Linked DNA regions of Mus musculus: region 2 is linked to region 1. A link is a contact called in public HiChIP or PLAC-seq data. All regions are on one chromosome and are shown on one strand. The core of a region is the stretch at or near the end of the contact, and the rest is flanking DNA. Distances in the headings are between cores, read along the strand shown.

Region 1 (7,688 bases), core at 2,622-5,121:
ACACCAGCACCAATCCCGGTGTAATAGTAGGCGTACCTGAAAAACAAGAACATTGTAATGCTGGTATCAAACCAGTCCCTCTCTCTAAACACAATTTAGTTTTATTTCTTTAGTTTTCTGGGTATTCCCCATCCTTAACAAACAAGAAGTTGTTGGATGGAGCTGTAATGATTAGCATCCACCTGTGTCTTTGGCAATATTGAAGAATGGATTTGAGGCAAATCCCAGCTCTTCATCTAACTACCCTGTAGTTAAGGATACTTAATAACCTGAACTTCAATTGTGTATTTTGGAGATAAGAATATGCAATACGTCTGAAATACATTCAGGCCAGGGTCTAGTCCATAATAATTTCTCAGAGAATGTCAGTGATTTTGAAAGATCATTAGTGTGCTAGCACATCAGTTAAGGTTGTAGTTGTAGTCTTCTCTACTTTTGTTATGTCAGCATCAATTGACAAAGCCTTGAGGGTGGTCTATGCACCTTGGAGGAGGGAAAGACTGATGGAACTTATTAGAAAGTATAACCAAGAGGTGGAGATGGTCCCCTGCTCTTTTGAACTATTAGTTTAGCAGAGCTTGGAAGATGACTGACAACTGAAAACTGAAACTTATATCTATAGATAAAAGTCCTATGGCTTCACCAACCAGTCCATGTATACATTAAATAGACACCCTGCTTCTTGTTATTGATTTTTTTTTTTTTTTGGGTGCATGGGGTGGCACCTAGGATCTCATCCATGCTAAGAAAATGCTCTGTCACTGAAACACACTTTTTCAAGGCAAAATGAACTGAAGGAGAGGATTTGGTATATTTTAAATACTCATTACTTGCTATCTTTGAATAAAAATGCTCATACCAAATACTAGATTTAAAAAAATAGACATATAACACACAGCCAGCCTTTTACATTTCCAAGAGCAACCTATAAGAATGTTGCTAAGCAAACCAGCCTTCAAGCTACATGTTATAAACTATACTTATTAAGGAAGATGCAATTGGAACATTACATTTTAGTTAACATATAACTGTAAAATTAATTATCGCACAAGTGATAGTGCAAGAAAGAGTTCAAAGGAAGTCCCATTTAACAAGTAAAACATATGCAGTGAAATACCACTGCATTTTAATGTAATACATTTTAGACATTTAAGATAGTAGAGTTTCTCCTGTATTAAGAATATGCCTCCTCACAGTAATAGTTATAAGTATTTAATTTTCATCTTTCAAAATGTTATTGTGTCTCAACTTTCTTTAAAACTATTAGAGAAATCATAGTAAAATACAGAATCATTATCATCTGATTCGCTAGCACATACTTTGGACATCTATTACACAGCTCTTGCACAGACTGCCAATACGCATAAATCATTAACAGAAGTAAAAGTCTGTCCATGTCACTTAAGGCCAGAATGACTACTACTAGGATGTTGTATTTTCTGTTTAGAAGTGAATTTCTGTTGGCTCATCTTAGCATTATGACTGGAAATACCCGGGAAGCAAAGTACTCACTAGGAAACCATTGACAATAACTATTGTGAATTCAAATATATCTAAAGGGCTACTTTAAATTCCTCTAATTTCTGTGTATATGTTATGCTATCTTTTCAAGTGCATACATAAGTTTAATTGAAAGTTAACCTTAATATATTTAATGATATAAACACTTTAAAAAACTATAATGTGTATTTCTCGAAAACTAATAATGATAGTCTGAAACCTTCTAATTTTATTATTATTATGTAAACTATAACTATATTACTGTAATTAGATCAATGAAGAAATGTTAATAAGATAATAGTAAGAATTATATATAATTACGTGGTCATTTCTTCCTCCAGTTTGGCAAACATGGCTCTTTTATCGGCCTCACCTAGAACAACACAAAACAAATATAAACCTTTTATGCTTCGTTGGTTTCCATTAAAACTAAGCACAAAATAAATTAAACTTGTTTTATTGTGAAAAAAGAGAATTAACTGACTCAGCTCCATTTGTGTAAAAGCATTTAACATCTGTTCCAATACTGCCCTGTTGACTGTGTGCGACCACGTACAACCTAAATTCAGTGATATATATTTGCCAGAGGAAACACGGTGATAAATATTACTGCATCCCTGACTCTCAAGTATACACTTAAAAACTAACAATGCAGTTCTCTACGTGTTTGTCTGTTCATTTGAGACTGGATATCATGTCATCTAGGTTCTCAAACTCATTTCTACTTATGATCCTTCTGCCTCTGCCTCTGTGTACTGGGATTGCAGAATGGAACCTCTATACTCAATATCTATGTGGTGCTGGAAATTGAACGTACAAACCCAGAGCCTTGTGCGTGCTGGGCAAGCACTCTACCTACTCAGCTATATTCCAGCCCCATTTCAGCACTTTAATTTTTATTTAGAAGTTACTGCATGTGATTTTATTACATATAATATAAATTCAAGTGTAATATACAACGTTGACAAGCATCATCCAATACTAAGAAATACCGAGTTTGAATTTAATATGCTTAAAACTCTTTCATAACTTTACTACCCCTATAAACACAAATTATCACTACTCAATTTTTTTTCAGTTGGACAGAGATAGTTTATTGAGCATACACCACAGGACTGGTCAACCAAGGCCATGGTCCAGATTTGGGAACCTAACGACTACTCAATATTTTTATGTGTGTTATTTTCAAGTGTTTCAAGTATATTCGTATACATATAAACACATGTGTACACTGTTTAGTTTCTTTATAAATTGAATCTCAATGTCAGTTGAGATTTTCATTGTCTACAGTACTCTACTGTTAGAAGCAATGATGCATACACTGTGGTATAATATGTAGATATTTATGATGAATATATTATAGAAGAAATCAGCACAATTAAGACAGTAGAGGAACACTTTAAACCTCAAAATCACTGAAAAGGGCTACAGTATGTGAAAGACTCATGAAGACAAATCTGATTTGACAGATGTGAAAATAAATAAAAGTGCCATTGGCAAACTAAGCAGAATGTCCTGAAGGTCTGTAACACATATGAAAAAGGAGTGTCCAAATTTTGATGGGAAAAGGAAGTGTGGTGGTGTGCTCATAGAAAGGGGATACGTGGTTGAAAAGGTAGTCTGAACTAGGTAACTGTGGAATATACAGACAGACTAGCAGACACTCAGTTGGAGTGAACTAAAGTGGATATAATCAGAAGTGTGACCCAGGAAGCTTTAGAGTTCAGCAATGTATACTTTTAAGAATAAAATTTAGAGGCTTTGGCTTTTATAAGAATATAGGGAAAGTTGGTCTGAATAGGAAGAGAAAAGGGGGAGAGCACAAGGCTCAACGAGGAGGAAGCTAGAGGGTCTTCCAACAGAGGGGGTGTAAGTAGAGAGTAAAAATAAAGTTGATCAAGACCACAGCCCAACCACCTGAAAATGTGAGTTTCAAATAGGAAACCTGAAAGAACTAACTGGTCTAGAAAAATCAAGGGAGATTACTAGTTGAATGTTGAACATTTTATTTTATAGCAGCTGTGCATTTGACTGAAGATGTCTAGTAAGTGTCTAGATTGTGCTTGGTCAGTTTTTGGGGTGGGGGTCGGGGGTGAGTTCAGATATAAGTACTAAGGAATCATATGCTAGAGACCACAGTTAAATTTGGGAGAGAAAAAAAAGCCATCTCTTCCTAGCTATAAAAACAGGATGGCACATAGAGAGGAAATAGCAGACCAAGCCTAAACACTTGGGGGAAAGTAAAAGGGTCTGACAGAGGATAAGGGAGCAGCTCAGAGATGAGCCGGCAGGGCCAAGCTGAGTCAGGGCTGCTTCTCTGTTCCTCCCAGCACTATCACCTTCTAATTTCATGTGCTCTTTTTAAAAACCCACTGAGTCACTTCGTGATGCCTGTATGACTGTGTGTGTAGGGCCATCTACTGGAGCATAGGTAGCCTCTTGTGGCTTGCATTCCTGATGAGCATTGAGGCCTCTTACCCAGAAGCCATCAATTATGTAGCATTCCCTCGGGTAGGGGTGGGGCTTCATGAGCCCCTCTGGTATCACTGTGGGGATTTCTGACTGTCTTTATCCTGTACAGTTCTTGAGCATGTGATCTCAGCTGCCCTTTCCTCAGCATCTTATCCTCGGCTGGAACAGATCATCCTAACTGATGGATCCTCTCAAAGCATCTCATTCATGGTGTCATCATATCTCATCTTTGGAAATGACAATATAATCATTCTACTTCACTTACAATCCTCAGTGATAGTTCATGCTACAAAAAGGTTAAAGTCTGTGACATATAACCATATTTATCCCTTTGCAATCTTTCCATAGTAGACACTATACACAGCACAACGATCTTTTTGAAAGTTTAACCATGATCTTCTAAGTGTTTTAACCCCATCTCTTTCTTCTCATTCTAGTAGCTATGGAGCTATGCTATCACTGGTCCATCAGAGAGCAGCTGTCATAACAAACAAACAAATAATAGGATGTATATAGATTTCTTGTTGGCTTTTGTGTGTCCAAACTCTTTAAGATCTGGGGAGGAAAATGACCAAAGCCAAATACCATTTAAATTCATGGGACAAAGTTCCAGTTTTTACGACTCAAAAATATTTTCTTAATGTCTTAAAGAAGAGATGCTGTTAGTAATTGGTAAAAGTCTAGACACTGAATGGTCCAGGAATAAGAAGCCAGCTATGCAGACCCGAGTGAGAATTCAGAAAAGGAATGATTGCATAGTTCATCAAGAAGACACCCATAGGATAGCACCAAGAGCCTCCTTGGACCAGACAAAATTCAGAGGGAGTTGAATACCTCCAGTGCTCCCAACAGAGGGAGACAATAGGCTTGAGTCAATTCTGTTTTCGATGGGGCTAAACATGATTTGGTCTTTACTCATCTGTTATGTTGTGGGGTTAGAGTGTACTTCGGCCTTAGAGCTTGCCCATGTGCCTTGGTTAGCCTTGGTTCAATCCCCAGCATGAGGCTAGAAAGCACAGGTAAGTTGGGTCTCTCAAACAAACCAGTCAAAGGTGAGAGCCACAGTAAAACATCTACCCTACCCTAAACAGTAACCACTTTAGATAACAAGGGACTCAGAGTTTAAATTGCATTGTATAAAATAAGTTATTTTTAGGACACTTGGGTTCTGAAATACCCACATTCACCACCACACAAATTTCCAGCGTTAACTCACAACACTTCGTCATCCCTACCTTCTACAGTGCTCATTCCAAAGAGCCCCACATCTGAGCACACCAAGCAAGTTGCTGCTCTCTGAGTATTTTATCTATTTTTTTCTTCAGCAGTGTTTTTTTTTTTCATTTTTCCTCCTTTACCTGGATATTCTTTAGTAACTTTCACCCAAGAAAATACTTTTCCTTCACAAATAAGCCAAAAAAGAAAGAATAAAAGAAAAAGTGACCTACTCATCAGATTGCTTTGCCTAGCCTTCCTTGTCATAGAATTTTATAGTAATTTTTTGACACATGAGTAAAATTGCTAAGTCAATGTAGAACAGAAGCTTCCAAGATTCTGTCTGTCTGTCCGCTCTGGTTCACCTAAGTGCAAACTGGGAAAAACTGGGCTACATTTTCTCTTTGTATCTCCACATTCAGCTAGTTGTGTCTACTGTAACCTAGCCTGTTCCAAAGATGAACAAATACTCTCATAAAGCCATCACCCATGCCAGATAATTTATCAAAAATAATCCATGCAAGTATTCTTCTACGTGTAATGTTAAGTGTCAGATAAGGTTAAAAATGAAAACAGTGGACCAATCTATGTGGTACGGGATGGCCTTTGGTAGAATCAAGTTACTGACTTGATTCTACAGGCACCACTGTGCACATAGTATGACTAAACTACACCCCATGCTCTTTACATGCCATCACATCATGATACAATTTTATCCAAATAAAGTACCTCAAAATGTTTAGAAATGTCAATTACTAAGCTCTTAGGAAAACTATAAGTAAAAAGGTGTTACATGAGCTTATGTATTTATGAGTATGTATGTATATACATATGTGTAACAATTGATGAAAAAGGTCATAGATTTGAAGGAGGAGCCTATCAGAGGGTTTAGTGAGAGGAAAGGAAAGGGAGGAGTGATATAATTATATTATAATCTCAAAAATAAAATAAATAAGATAAAAATTATAAAGGAAAACCAAAAAGGTGGGGAAAGTACATGAATACCCTGGACATTTTTCCTTACTGCTAAGTGAAGTTATAGTAAAAGTGTTTTTCTTTTCTCTCTTTGTTTTTTGTTTTTGTTTTGTTTTGTTTTATTTTGTTTTGTTTTTGTATAATGAAACAATTCTACTATTCCAGAGGCAGTTTTAGGGGAGAAAATGCTTTCCTATAAACATAAACTAAGACTTTTTTTCAAGCCACCTCTAGCCAAGTTTTCCACAAACTTCCTTTTTATCCCTTATGCCATTTTTTCCTACCCAAGGAGCCATGATAAGCAAGCAAAGCAACCAATGAACAAGGTAATTTTAAAGTAATCACTTCCAATAAATAACTAAGCACAGTCGTGATGTTATGGTACCTTTGGGGTGAGAAGTGCAGACATGAATAGACAAGCAGGGTCTGAACTGCCCCTTTAATATAATAGTAATATAAAGTAAAAAAAGAGACTGGAAGGTCCTGGAGAACAGAAAGGAACCCATGAGTAATGAGATTTATGGACAGGTGGGAAAGAGCAGACCACACTACATGAGCCACTGAATACAAATTAAACTTATTCCACATTATGGAAAACCATAGGGGTGGAAGTGAACTGGTTTCTGTTTTTGAAAAATTCACTGTGACAATATGTGAAGAACTGGACAAAACCAGGCAGAAGTGGGAGCATGTCAAGGAGTTAGTAAGATAATACTGTGTATGAAGCAGACTTTAGACACCGGTTATATCTGGGCCACAGAAGGCTGGACTCTCAGAGCAGAGACCTCAGCTCTGAGCTCCTAGTCCTTTCTCTTTGTGCTCTCTTTGAGATATTTTTCCTGATGAGATTTCATGAGAGATGTCACTACCTAGAGGGTTTTCTGATTGCAAAGGCATAGTAAGCCGTAGACATATATGATCTACAAGGCCCCCTTAGCTCTACAACATTAGGATTCCAGATTTCCAAGTACAGAAAGCACTATCAACCACAAGCAAGAGAAACTGGACAAATTTCCTAGCTGACGTATCTCCCAAGCATCTGTCCAGATAGGAAGCTGCTCTCAGCACAGCAGGTTTACTGCCAGAGGCACAGATAATCTGACAGCCATAAACTTCCACCAGTGCTGCTTTCTCCTCCAAAGACTTGTGCCTGTTGTCTGACCAACCTGCTGTTCTAACTCTACCACTTTCATACTGGTACTGATCCCACCCTCAAGACCCAATTACCTCCCAAAGCCTACCAATACCCTTACATCAAGGGTTAGAATGTCCTCATTCGTTTTGAAAGACATAAGCCCTTGGACCATAGTGCTCTCTATCCTTATGCCTGAGTGGCTTAGGTAAACTTAGACTAAGTAGTTGTCTGTCAGAAGAGACCACTTGTGCCCTTAAAGGAATCAGAAACAATTTATGTCGGGTGATGGAGAAATAAAGCAATATAAGACATAATAGAGTTGGACAAAAGGCCGCTAGATACAATAAAATGGTATGGTTTAGACATAGTATAAAGTCTCCCTGAAAAGTCT
Region 2 (7,688 bases), core at 2,699-5,198, 160 kb before region 1:
CTTAATTTTTTTTTTTAGATTCAATTTCAGTTGGCCATATTTGCCCAGAAACTATTCCACTTCTTCTAAATTTGCTACATTATAAGCATTTTTTTCCTCACTAAAAATATGCTCTGACAGGGCTGGAGAAATGGCTCAGCAGTCAATTGCACGTATTGCTCTTCCAGAACACTCAAATTCAATTCCCAATAATCTCACCAGGTGGCTCACAACCACTTGTAACTCCAGCTCCCGAGGTAACTGACACCATGGACTCCGTGACACACACATACACACACAAACACAGACACAGACACACACACACAAACTTTAAGTAATAAAAACATTTAAAGCTTAAATACTTAAAAACCCCTCAATGATCCTCCAAGTTTCCAGTAGTATTATGCATACTCTTTCCTTTTTAAGTTCTATTTATTTGGATCTTTCTTTTGACTAATTGAGTGTTTTGCAATTTGACCTTTTTTAAACACTATCTCTTTGTTTAATTAGTTTAATCTTTAATGATTTATTTTTATGTATGTGTCTATGCGTGTTATGTGTGTGCTGGTTCCCGTGGAGGCCAGGAACGGGTGTTGGATCCCCTGGAGCTGGAGTTACAGGCAGTTGTGAGCTGTCGGATGTCAGGATTGGGAACCAAACTTGGGTCTTTGGAAAGGCAGTGAGTGCTCTTACCCACAGAGCCATCTTTCCTCATTGTCCCTTTATGCCATCTTTCCTCATTGTCCCTTTATGGTTCTCTTTTATAGTCTCTTCCACTGGCTTGCGTCCTGATCATCATTCTTTTGTTTTGGTTTGGTTTGCTCTCATTTCTATCTCTTTATGGCATAGGAACTCACTGCAATAAGTGTTCTTCTTAGCATTGCTTTTGGAGTTTCTCCTGCTGTGATCAAAGAATACCAACTGGTTAATTCTTTTAAATCTAGATAATGTATCAGAGAGAGGGGACAAACTACTAGTGCATTGGAGGTTCAAATCTCCTTTTGGGTCCATGTTCTGATACATGGTGCATATAAGCTTATACTTTGACAAATTATTCTCTTAATAAATAGCAATCTTCTTTAAGTATTGTGATTTTCCTTAACCTATTTTTCTTAGCTATGAGTGTGGCTAAACCTTCTTGGTTTCCTATTCCATTTGCTTGGACTATTGTTTTTTAACCTTTCACTTGCAGACTTTGTCAGTGAGGTTTTTGTTTTGTTTTGCTTACATATTGTTGCATCTTGCTTCTAAATCCATTCATCCAGTCTGTCTTTTAATTGTAGAATTAAGACCATTTACATTTAGAGTTATTATTAAAAGACATATACTAGAGTCTATAATCTTGTTACATTTTGTTTCCTCTTATTCATCTTTAAAGGTTTTTTGTTTGTTTTTGTTTTTGTTTTTGTTTTTGTTTTTGTTTTCCGAGACAGGGTTTCTCTGTATAGCTCTGGCTATCCTGGAACTCACTTTGTAGACTAGGCTGGCCTCAAACTCATCATGTTTAAAGTTTTATGGCTTACTGCATTGCTGTTCGATTCTTTGCTGTTTTTCATTAACACCATTAGTGGTATTTGAAAATAAACTATTTTTGAGGAATGTGGCAGACATACTTTCCCCAAGTTTCTGTCACCCCATTATGTTTGAGTAACATATAACTCTAGCAAGGATATCTGTTTAGAATGTACATTCCTTGCCACCTTTTATAGTGTGGACAATGGAAAGTGGAGATGTTAAAAATACAAATATCTCTAATGAGATTTCAATTTCTCAGCCACGAAACTCTCACACTTCTCATCTGTGAAATGACAGGGGAAGGATGGATGGTCTCGAGGATCTCTTTAACTCTAAAACTGTAAGACAGCAAGTTTTCTCACCAGCTCTTACAGGCTCACATGTTTTTCTCACGGGCTCTTTCATAGGTCAGAACTTATGTTAATAAGGATACATCCAACTAACTATAATAAGTCATAGAATAATCCACAAAGTATTAACTCCCCTTATTTTTCACTGAATCCTATACAAATTATCTAAGTTTGAAAAGTAAATTTAAAAAGAAATCATTCCATGTGTATTGGTGTGTGTTTTGCCTGCATGTATGTCCATGCACCACTTGTATGCAGTGCCCAGGGAAACCAGAAGAGGGCATCAGATCTAACCCAGTCCTCTGGACGAAGCTCATTTACAGAGACTCAGCTGGCAACTCCAGCGTGGCTGCTTCTTCCACAGTTGACAGCAGAAGCTCAGTATTCTACGTCCCGATTTGATGTTACCTCCATTTGCTCTCTCGGCCTATCAATCACTATGGCTGTATGTTCTCAGTACCTTATTAGATACACTCTGTCAATTATCTGTTGCTTCCACCTGTCTACTATTCGCTACTGTTCTTTTACTTTGGTTTGTTAGCTGTACACTTTATAAGTTCATTTAAATCTGAAGGTGTGGCTATAGCAGACCATTCTCTGGATGTGTTCAACACACACACACACACACACACACACACACACACACACACACACACACACTTCCTCTCTCACTTTACTTGCAATCTCAGCACTAGAGAAGGAGACAGGGGATCCTTGCTGCCCGGCCAGCGTAGCCTAATCAGTGGGCTCAAGGTCTCCAACTCAAAGACAAGGCAGATGGCTTTTGAGAAATGACCCCTTGTCTTAGTCAGGGTTTCTATTCCTGCACAAATATCATGACCAAGAAGCAAGTTGGGGAGGAAAGGGCTTATTCGGCTTACACTTCCACATTGCTTTTCATCACCAAAGGAAGTCAGGACTGGAACTCAAGCAGGTCAGGAAGCAGGAGCTGACGCAGAGGCCATGGAGGGATGTTCTTTACTGGCTTGCTTCCCCTGGCTTGCTCAGCCTGCTCTCTTATAGAACCCAAGACTACCAGGCCAGTGATGGTCCCACCCACAAGGGGCCTTTCCCCCTTGATCACTAATTGAGAAAATGCCTTACAGTTGGATCTCATAGAGGCATTTCCCCAACTGAAGCTTCTTTCTCTGTGATAACTCCAGCTGTGTCAAGTTGACACAAAACTAGCCAGTACACCCCTGATGCTGACCTCTTACCTCCTATACATATGCACAGGCACCCATGCTCACATACAACTGCATACTCACACACCAAATATATATGTATTTTTTTTAAAAATCCTGACAGTAAGGAAAAGATGCTAGAGAAAAGAATTTATTCAGATTATCTTAGTAAGATACGTTACAAGTATTTGTAATTATAACTGTTCAAATAATAGAAGAGCTTTCGGGGTTAGAAGGACCACTGTACAAACCACAGCAATGTGTGACAGAAAACAAGATCCATGGTCAGATCAACAAAGATAAAGATTTCCTGCACATCACTTTCTGAGGCAAGGATGCCGTGGCTGCGGTGAGTCTGAGAATGTCATGTTTTCTCAGTGTGCATACTGCTGATGAAAGTGAGGCTTTACAGCACAGACTTCATGGGACAATCTCTTCATTTCAAGGCACAATGAAGCAATTAGGAAAAGCCTTAAATGTGGACTCTTAATTAGGCTTCATTCTCTACAAGTTTTTAAAACTAAGTGATCCTCCCCCACACAAAAAGAACTTTTAGCTGAAAGAGTAAAAATAGCGGTTTCTTTCAGAAAGTATTGTTTACAAAATAATTTTGCAGGAAAAAAAATGTGTGATTTTGAAAAAAAAAAGAATAAGCCTCTTCACCATCCTCCTTCTGCCTTCAACAGAATTCAAATTTAATTATGGCTTTCAAGACTGAAAAAAAGAAACTACATTGTTTTTCAACAAATACTCATTAGTTCTTAGCAACATGACTGAACACAGGCACAAGCCTTTGACAGGGTGAAGGCTATGAGCATCTTCTGACATCATAGACAGAAAATGATGAGCAGGCCCATACTTCACAGACGCTGTGAGTGAGGCTCTGACATCAAACACAGGAAACATGAACAGTCTGTGACGTCATACTGTCACTAGGTAAGAAGGCCCTGACACTGCGTTGCTGGGATACAAGCAGCTCTTAACATCATATGCTTGAGTATACGTGTTCTTCTACATTACACAGAACTGCTCAGAAACCTCAAGCTTACCTCATTCCTTTAGAGGGAAAGCATCAGAGACAGCCTCGTGCTTCATGGAACTTAGGTTTTAGCAAGGAAGTCACACCATTCATTAATAAAGAAAGAAAAGAGAAACCTCGAGGCCGAGGGGAGGAAGCACACACTCAGGCAGTGTGAAGGGCCTTTGAAAATGCAGTTCAGAAACCTGGATGATGTAAAGAGGCCATCCGTGAGGTCCAAGGGAATCAGAAAGGGGCAAAAAGCCCCTGCTGGCCACAGCAGTGTGGAGAAGGAAGTGGAGTGCAGGAGAAGAACAGTCATCAAGCACTAGGGCACAAAGCTCAGATTGCATGCAGCTGGTTAGAAGCCACTGAAAGATCTGAAGGATAGGTTGGCTTGTATCCAAACCTTTCCCACCCCCTGGGGACCTGGCACTAAGTCTTGGGAATGTGGACTGTCCTTCAGCAGATATAGCCCCAGTAGACACTGGGCTCATTTTGGGGGCTGGGGGGGGGAGAAGGGGGTCAGCTCTTCCAAAATCTCATTTCTGCAGAGTGTGTGCTATACGACTACCTCTATCATAACAGAATGTAGATTCCTAGCTAATTGGAGTACCGCAGCCTGAGTTTGAATTCTGGCTCCAGGAGTGATGGGCTCTAAGGCATGAAAGGCACACTTACATATCTGTCAGCCTCACCTAGAAAAAAAATGAGGTTCTAACAGAACATATCTCTCAGGGTCTCATTGCAAGAAATAAAACATTTGCCAGGAAACCCAGTAAGTCCCTCAAAAGCATTTGTCAAACTGTGGAACAAAATTTAGCTGAGTGTGCACATCAATGAGGGATGAGTGAAGGGGAACTATGTGGGAGGGAGGAAGAGGCATACAAAGGGGAAAGAACGGTAGATAATCTAAGACAGAAAGAATAACACTAGGTGGACGGTCCCATAATGAGTGTCCCGCGTCATTCATAACAAAGCAGGTCTACATTCCTGAGAAAGGAATGGTTTAGAGAAAGAACAACAGAGAAGATGGGGGAGAGAAGGAAAGGGGGAGAGAAAAGACAGAAGGAGAGAAAGAAGGAGCAGGTTGGATGGGGACCCAGGAGAAAGTGGAGACAATGACTGAAACCAGAAAAGCTGTCAAAAGCAGCTGTCAGTCAGTCTCTGAGACACAGATGCATTGCCCACTTCCCCTCAGCTATGCTCTGCAGGGAGCTAACGTTTCTTCTCAAAGAATTGTTTGAAGGCCCTCCCCAGAGCAGACAGGGAATTGCTAAATATCACCACCAAGGGTCGTTTTTGTTTTGTTTTGTTTTGTTTTGTTTTGTTTTGTTTTGTTTTGTTTTGTGCCAGGTAAGCACTGCGTTTAGTTTGACTCACCTTCCCAGAGATCTCAAGCTGTTTCTTGTCCTTCAAGGCTTGGCCAGACAACAGCTTCATTTCAATAATTCCGCCCAATACAATGAGCGGTATAATTACTACAAGTAGAAGTGTCAGCTGCCAGCCATAGACTAAGGAGAGGATGACTCCTGTCCCGAGGTTTGCTACATTCTGGGTAACTACAGCAAGCCTGGCGCCCATCGCCTGAAAAATACAACAAATTAGAGACATATTTTAAAATTAACCATAAAATGCATGTTTATGAATTGGGGCTATTTACTTTCATCCAAATATACTAATTATCTTCCCAGTTACTAAAGTGGTTGACTTCTAAGTTTATTGTGTTTCTAAGACCAGGACTTCCCTGACTTCTACGTAAATATGAAAGTAGATCAATATTCAGCATTTAGCTAGCTTTTCTCTCTGTTCCAATTTCTTTTTTTCAGGCTGTTTGTATTGCTGTATATACATACATGTGTGTTTATGTGGTCCGTGTACATGAGGAGGTTGGCGTATTCACCCATGTGGAGGCTAGAACAGATCTGCGTGTCTTTTTCTATTGTTTGCTGCTCCCGAACCACAAGCTTGCTCATGAACTCCTAGGGTCCACACATCTCTGTCTCCCAATGCTGAGGTTATAGGGATATGCAACTGTACCTGTTCTTTTTAATGTGAGTGACATGGTTTCAAACTCAGGACCTCAGGCGTGTGGAGAAAGTGCTCTGACCGACCGAGCCCTCTCCTCAGCCCTGACTTTTCAATACCAAGAAATTTCTTGGTACTGAAATTAATATGTGAAGCATAATTACTAAACAAAGCTATGCAAATCAGTACTGCAAAAGAGACCACTGGACTAACCCAAGATTAGTGGAAATGTCAGCGTTTGGTACCCAGTTGTTTATAACATAAGGCTACTGTTAAGTTAGAAAAATTAAGGATATTTAAATATACCTGGGCTTATTTGAGATACTTATTAGGTTTCATTTACTTGAATTTAATTATAAAAAAAGAAACTGAAAAATTATGAAATATATGCATGCTCCATCATGTATGTGTTTGTTATACACACACACACATGTATGTGTGCATTATATATGATATACGTATATGTATGTATATATAAATATGGTGCAGTAAACTAAGCATAAACTGAAGAGACCCTCTGCTAAACCATAAACAGGTCAAAAAGCAGAGTGACCTTTAAAGAGTTCTCCCTGCACATTTCTCATGTGAAGGTCAAAGTGAAGCATCCTGGGAAACTCTGCAGATGGGGATGCGCTAGGATGCCCAGCATCTACAATCCTACACAGAACTCATTTCCCACAGCAATTGCTAATGGACCGAAGCACCCAGAGCATCTGCTATGGGCTCAGCAGTACTGCTTCTCCGGCTGTAACCTTTATGACACAGGCAGATCTTGCTCTGTTAGGTGGTCCAAGGTCAAAGAATCAAGGCCAATTAATGATAACAAAATCAGGGTCTTAGCACTTACTGATCTCATTAGAATATTCCTCCAATCCCTACGATAACGGCACTTTCCCTACCTTCTGGCCTCCTGCCTACATGAACTTATTGAGCCTGGCCTACCTGCCACCTCCCTCCCCCCTCCATCCCTCCCAAGAGCTAGGCAGGCAATCTCTAACTCTACATCCTGCCTTTAGTCATCCTTTTGCACTTTTTGATAGTCTGACCTACCAAGCAGATTGTATGAAGGCAAGTCTTCTCTGTTACATGAAATACATAACTGTGTCTTGTTTGTACATTTTTGTGCTATACACCTTGTCATAAGCCTTTAGTGTTTGATTTATTCATTTAAAAAAGATGAATATGAAAATAATTCTTGAGATTTATCAGATTTGAAGACTTTCCCAACTCTCCTGTGTGGAGTCATATTCTAATTTATTTTAACAGAAGCACCATGTGTAACCTGAAATGTCATCAGTATTTATAGGTCTGTTGTAGAAGAAGCCGGAAGGACAACGATTGACGCAAAGGTCCAGGGTTGGGGAGGACACAACCCTGTATGTTTGAGTTTTCACACCATCTTCTTGAAGATAATTGCTAAGGACTGGGTATAGGAGGAACTGTCTGACTTTCAGCCGGAAATCAAAATCTCCTGACTTGAGAATTCAAAGCTATTCCTTCTGTGAAGACAATCATTTTTAATATGTGCTTTGTTTCCTGCAGTCATTTTAAGGAAGGTTCTCTTCCTTCTGCTCTGACAACCTAGAAACATCCTGACAGGAAGTACATGTGTCC

What was found. HiChIP or PLAC-seq counts read pairs in DNA pulled down with a chosen protein or histone mark.
Region 2: a contact with region 1 is called in a BATF HiChIP or PLAC-seq map of CD8 T cells, with 8 read pairs. The contact joins two enhancer-like sites. A contact is called at or near these places in 4 of 15 datasets of contacts at CTCF or cohesin (the NIH/3T3 cell line, large pre-B cells, pro-B cells and 1 more), 7 of 484 Hi-C or Micro-C datasets (Th1 cells, embryonic fibroblasts, embryonic stem cells and 4 more), 3 of 115 datasets of contacts at active chromatin or transcription factors (CD8 T cells, effector CD8 T cells and memory CD8 T cells) and 3 of 9 other capture datasets (adipose tissue, embryonic stem cells and pancreatic islet).

The regions. Positions count from the first base shown.
Region 1 is chr5:8,677,569-8,685,256 of GRCm38.p6, reverse strand. Abcb1a (ATP-binding cassette, sub-family B (MDR/TAP), member 1A) reads right to left here. Exons shown (of 30, transcript NM_011076.3): 7 at 1,822-1,873; 8 at 1-36. Among named protein-coding and RNA genes, the nearest start is that of Gm31157, 14 kb to the left of the region's middle. Within about 2 kb of position 3,871, at least 14 of the 459 cell types and tissues checked have an H3K27ac peak or open chromatin away from gene starts, as enhancers often do. A contact at or near this core is called in CD8 T cells, Th1 cells and memory CD8 T cells, where this site is marked.
Region 2 is chr5:8,835,536-8,843,223 of GRCm38.p6, reverse strand. Abcb1b (ATP-binding cassette, sub-family B (MDR/TAP), member 1B) reads right to left here. Exons shown (of 28, transcript NM_011075.2): 21 at 5,430-5,633. Among named protein-coding and RNA genes, the nearest start is that of Gm5106, 41 kb to the right of the region's middle. Within about 2 kb of position 3,948, at least 29 of the 459 cell types and tissues checked have an H3K27ac peak or open chromatin away from gene starts, as enhancers often do. A contact at or near this core is called in CD8 T cells, Th1 cells and memory CD8 T cells, where this site is marked.